Regions from separate parts of the Mus musculus genome. Here region 1 is linked to region 2. A link is a contact called in public HiChIP or PLAC-seq data. All regions are on one chromosome and are shown on one strand. The core of a region is the stretch at or near the end of the contact, and the rest is flanking DNA. Distances in the headings are between cores, read along the strand shown.

Region 1 (2,700 bases), core at 145-2,644, 58 kb before region 2:
TTTAAACGGAGCCAGTGTAGTTATAAAGCATGTTGGTGCATTTTATGATGGTTTCTATCTTGGAGTGAAGAGATCAATTATAGCGCATCTAGATGCCGTTAACCTAGCACTGGCTGCGCTGTTTCTATGGGGCATCAAACTTGACCTTAGAGGCATAGCGTCTCTTTTCTGCCATTTTCTTGGTGCAATAATGATAATTTCTCCAAAATCTAAATATCAAAATTGTGACATGCTCTGAGACTTCCTTTAAGGATGGAGCCCTTAGACAGTTTTCCTGTCCCCAAATCCTTTAAGTCTCAATTAGCAAAAGATCTCTTCCCTTCTGTCAATGCTGGTAGACAAAACTTTAAGCTTCCGTTACTAACGATTATTACATGTCATAGTCTGATACATGGAAAGAGCAATCATGTTAGAATAAAAATAATAGAGCATGTCTAAATCACTCCAGTATTACTGGGATCAAAGCATATTTAGCATGCATGTCCCTCTAGTTCTTCTTTAGCGTTAGTACAGAATAGTGCATCCCCTAATCCCTGAACCTAGCATGCAGAGCAGAGGACTTAAGTTATGATTAATTATTTTAGTTAAAAAAAAAGGAGAGACGGTTTTCCTCATCCAGAAGCTCAAGGTGACAAACTACAAACATCCTTCTATGAAATACGGTATTACATAGAAATACTTGCAACAGAAATAGAAGAGAGGCTACACTATTAATAATTTAATATTAGCCCCCAGGATAAAGAAAAAACCCACCCAAAACAAGACCATACCACCCGAGATTGTTTTAGAACCGTTTTTGGCTAACCCCTTTCAAGAACCCTCAGTCAAAAGCTTTAAAACAGGCTATTGTCAGAGCGCTGGGTACCTTTTCTCTCTTGGCTTTGTTCAGTATTTTCCTCGGCTGCAGTTTCCATGGCTGGCTTCATACCATCCACCAAAAATGCTTTTTCCCTGCTTCCCCACAACACACAATTTCCCCCCTCCTCTTCCTTTTCTTTTGGACTCCCCTCTGTCTCTCTTCTTTACACCCGCCTGATTGAGAGGCTCTGTTCTTCACTACAGTAGATTACAGTGCCTTCCAAGATGCAAAAGTCTTGTCAGCGTCAATTTCGCTCTGCCTACTGGTCCATAAAGACAGCTGCCAAGGAGCAGGCGACCATACGTCACCGAGGATCCCAGTTATAAAACAGCCACTCTGTGCCCCCACTCCCAGTGCACCCCGGGAAGCTCCTGCTCTCCCACCAAGCTCCTTTTCCTCCCTGCTGTCTTCTCTCTCTCTCTCTCTCTCTCTCTCTCTCTCTCTCTCTCTCTCTCTCCACCAAGCTCCTTTTTCTCCCTGCTGTCTTCTCTCTCTCTCTCTCTCTCTCTCTCTCTCTCTCTCTCTCTCTCTCTCCTTCTCACCTCCCTCTCTCCCTCCCTCCTCTCTCTCCCTCTGTCTCTCCCTCCCCTCCCTTTTTTCTTCTTGCCAACTGCAACCCAATGAATACTAATTAATTCTCCCAGGAAATAATAGACTTGTGACATCAGAGGAAGGGATGTGGAGGAGAAAGAAAGGAGCCCCCTCCCACCACGTGACTTGGTCAGACCACACTATATGTTATCTCTCAGGAGAAAGCCCGTTTCCCTTTGCTTTCCCTTTCTGGGCCATCGATTTTGTTTATTCTATTTATCCCTAAGCCCTGGAAAAGTATCTTCAAAAGATATACCCTTGCTCTATTTAAAACAAAAAAAAACAAAACCCAAAAAACTTCTGTTTCACAAATCTCTAGACAAGCTGACTTAAAAAAATACTAACGACAAAAGAATAAAGGTACTCAAGAGGGAAGAAACTTCAAATAGATTTCACAATGGTGACAGCAATTCAGCATTAGATTCTACTTTTTGTATTAAAATATGAGAAATTTTAGCTCAAACACAATTTCCAAAAGGGGCTAATGCTTATTCAACAATCAGTATATCGAAAGTATATCTATCTGATATTTTGGTGGTTTCTAATATGAAAATCAAGTTTTTTGATAGGATATGATTACATTTGCATACAGTATTATTTGTTAGATGTCCTCAGTCAAAATCCCAAGTGGGTACTTTTTAACGGCACTCTAACCATCTGGCTTTAAGACTATTGTGCCAACAGGGACTCCGATGATTCTGATGGCTGTTTTCACAAACCCCTTTGTACAATTGAGATCAACGTTCTTAACTCACATTAAGCATTTAAATCTTTACTTTGATTATGAGCCGAAATTTTCAAGTATCACCAATTTCATAGACATTTAATAATTGCATCTAGCTCACTCACCTTCATTGACCTTATTGAAAAAATTCTATAGACTGAAGTCACATACAAAGATAACTATCGATAACCACAGGATAAAGGATTTCAGGAGCTGCCATAGCTACGTGGCACCCATACTGGGAGTAAACATTAAAGAAATGTTGGGGGGGCAGTGAAATGGTTCAGCAGGTAAAATTGTCTGCTGCCAAGTCTAGCCACTAGAGAGTTCCATTCCTGGGATCCACATGGTAGAAAGAGACAATAGATTGCTGCAAGCTGTCCTCTGACCACACACACATACACACACATCACACACAGAGATACACAGAGACACACACAGACACACACACCAACACATACACACACACACACACACGCATTTTTAAAAAGACAAGTTGGCAACCACCTCTCCTAAAAACATTCTC
Region 2 (2,700 bases), core at 56-2,555:
TTGCTCAGGTTATGCTCAAGAGCAATGGTTCTCGACCTGTGGGTCGTGACCCCTTTGGGCTTGCATATCAGATATCCTGTATAGCAGATGTTCACAATACCATTCATCGTAATGGCAAAATAACAGTTATGGAGTATCAACAAAAATAATTTTATGGTTGGGAGTCACCACAACATGAGGAACTGTATTAAAGAAGTCACAACGTTAGGAAGATTGAAAACCACTGATCTACAGAATTTAAATAATGTAGAATCCCTGAGGGCGGAGCTGGGCCAGGAGTTGTTCTTTATACTTTTAAAAATCACATGTGTGTGCATGCGTGTGCTTTTAGGCACAAGTGCGGAGGCCAGAAGACAACTTTAAGAAAGCAGTTGGCTCTCACCTTTTACCATATGAGTTCCTGGAATCACACCCAGGCTGTGTGACTGGCTTGGCAGCAAGCACATTTACCTACCTACTGTCCTACTGGGACAGTCAGCTTGCTGTCCCAGGAGTAGATCTTAGAATTCCCCAGGTGATCCCACCTATTACCAAGGTCAAGACCCATTGATGGGGCACCAAGGTCCACAAGTATATGGATCCTTCTACAGCAGCCTCCCATCGGACCTGGAAAGCAGTTACAAACTTGCAGAGTGCTCAGCAGTGGTCAGACGCCAGCTGACTCAATTGCGAGTAACTACTGCAGAAATGACAGCTCTAGAATTCATAAGAAGAACCTGACGGGCATGCTAATCTCGCTTTCCAGGTACAGAAAAACAACTCCGATAAAAACAACAACAGCAGCAATTGGCAACTGTGGAAGAGCAGGCTTGTTAATTTCCTTTTGAGCTCAGGAGGCCACTCTTTGGCTGGTGGAAACTCCCGATGGTAAACTGTGCTGTGTTTACCATTTGTCTGAGCTTGCAGCCCCCCATAGGGGGCCCAATACACTGCTATGAGCTCCGTGGGTGCTTAATAAATATTTGCTGGCTGTCTAGCTCACCCAAATGGGGGAGAACAGAGTGTGTTTTCTTTGCAGTTGGAGAAAATATAGCTACCTAACTACCGCCTATGACCTCATGAAGGCAGGTACAAGTCAGCTTGTGGCCAGGTTTTGAAAAGCAGCAGGGCAGAAGGTGCTGGAGGGGAGAGGGAAGAGGCCATGCAAGAAGCTTCGGCATCTCTGTACCCCTGGCATGAAATAAACAGAAGAAAACTATGCCAATAGCTGCATAATGAATTTGCTTCTGACTGCCAAAGTAGGGGGCCTCTGAACAATGAACAATTTGAACGGCTTCTGTTTCCACAATGCAGCCTTGTGAATGTCCACAGGCAAGAATTTCTGCCTACCAAGCAGTGTGCATTTTTCCTGTCAGGGGCTGTGCTCTAGACCTGGGCAGCAAATTGTGGACCAAAGACACATTTCCTGTCCAGGGCGGGGAAAGGAACAGTTGCGCCTGCTGTCTGGCGTAGCTCTCAGGTATGATAGACACAGTTTCTTTTTCTCCAAGCCATTTTTTTTTCCTGAAGCAAAGACAAATGTTCTAGATAGCTGCAGTGGCCTGGCTTCAGGCAGATGGCACACCGATAGGGTTTCAAGAACGTCCCTGCCGTTACGACCATCCTCTAGCTTCAGCAGCATCAGAGGATGTAGTGAGTTATGTGGCAAGTCACGGCAGGATCCTTTGTAACTAAGCCCTCACAAAAATTAGAGACCACATTCAACACCCTCTCCTGGCATGCCAGCTGGCCTACCAACAGTGTTCCCAATCTGGATTTTCTTTGTAAACAGTTGAGAATAATCATTGCTTCTGACAAACTCTGAGGCCTAAGTAGATAATATTTACCTAGCATGTATAGAATAAAGTTTCCCTTCCTTCCTGTTCTCAGAAAGCCCTTCGGTCAGACCAAATCTCTAGTCACAGACTCACACAGTTACTGGTGTTACAGTGTTACAGTCACAGTGTTTCTGGTGCCTGTGTCCATTGTGCGCTCAGCATCTGAGGACAAGCTTAATACAAATATGGCTGTTTAAACAGAATGTTTTTGTCCTCCAATAGCAAAAGCATGTGACATTCTGGATGCACCTTACCTACTATGATGCAGAGGAGTGAAAAATTACCAAGAAAAGTACCAAGGGTTAGCCAAGATATGTGTAGTACCCATCCCTACAGAGGTCATCAAGAAATGATCCCTGAGCCAGAGCCAGGGTAGCACACGCCTGAAATCCTAGCGCTTGGGAAACTGAGGCAGGAGGATTGAGAATTATGGACTAGCCTGAGCTACAGAAGGAGACCCTGTCTTAATAGTAATTACTATTGCTTCCTGGGAAAACAGATATTTTTTTAAAAAAACACAACACTTAAGGATTTTAGTTCATGACAAAGACACTGGGATCTATAAGGGACAGCATCTACCTCCCAGAAGTTCTCAGGATGCCTAGAAGAATGGAATCATCATGCAATTCCCTCAAGCTTAAGACTGAACATAATAAATACCCAAATAGAAAAAGCAAAACAAAACCCTTCCTGCCAAACACTGCTTCTTACCTTTTCTTTGACCTTAGTAATGGAGGGAAGCCATGATATTCCAACTTTGTACTGTGTGTGTGTGTGTGTGTGTGTGTGTGTGTGTGAATGCCATCACAGTATATCAAGAGGAGACAAGTTTTAAACAAAGTGTGTGGTAAGTGTGTTAGTGAGGAGGGCCTGGGTATTGAGT

What was found. HiChIP or PLAC-seq counts read pairs in DNA pulled down with a chosen protein or histone mark.
Region 1: an H3K4me3 HiChIP or PLAC-seq map of neural progenitor cells shows a contact between it and region 2, with 41 read pairs. The contact joins the promoter of Gpm6b here to the enhancer-like site in region 2. A contact is called at or near these places in 1 of 15 datasets of contacts at CTCF or cohesin (pro-B cells), 12 of 484 Hi-C or Micro-C datasets (the CH12 cell line, the G1E-ER4 cell line, LSK cells and 7 more), 5 of 115 datasets of contacts at active chromatin or transcription factors (embryonic forebrain, fibro-adipogenic progenitors, forebrain and 2 more) and 2 of 9 other capture datasets (adipose tissue and pancreatic islet).

The regions. Positions count from the first base shown.
Region 1 is chrX:166,343,247-166,345,946 of GRCm38.p6, reverse strand. Gpm6b (glycoprotein m6b) reads right to left here and starts at 1,394. Exons shown (of 8, transcript NM_001177955.1): 1 at 866-1,394. The coding sequence starts at 926.
Region 2 is chrX:166,285,491-166,288,190 of GRCm38.p6, reverse strand. It overlaps a transcript of Gpm6b not described here. Among named protein-coding and RNA genes, the nearest start is that of Gpm6b, 58 kb to the left of the region's middle. Within about 2 kb of position 1,305, at least 50 of the 459 cell types and tissues checked have an H3K27ac peak or open chromatin away from gene starts, as enhancers often do. A contact at or near this core is called in cortical neurons, embryonic forebrain, forebrain and 1 more, where this site is marked.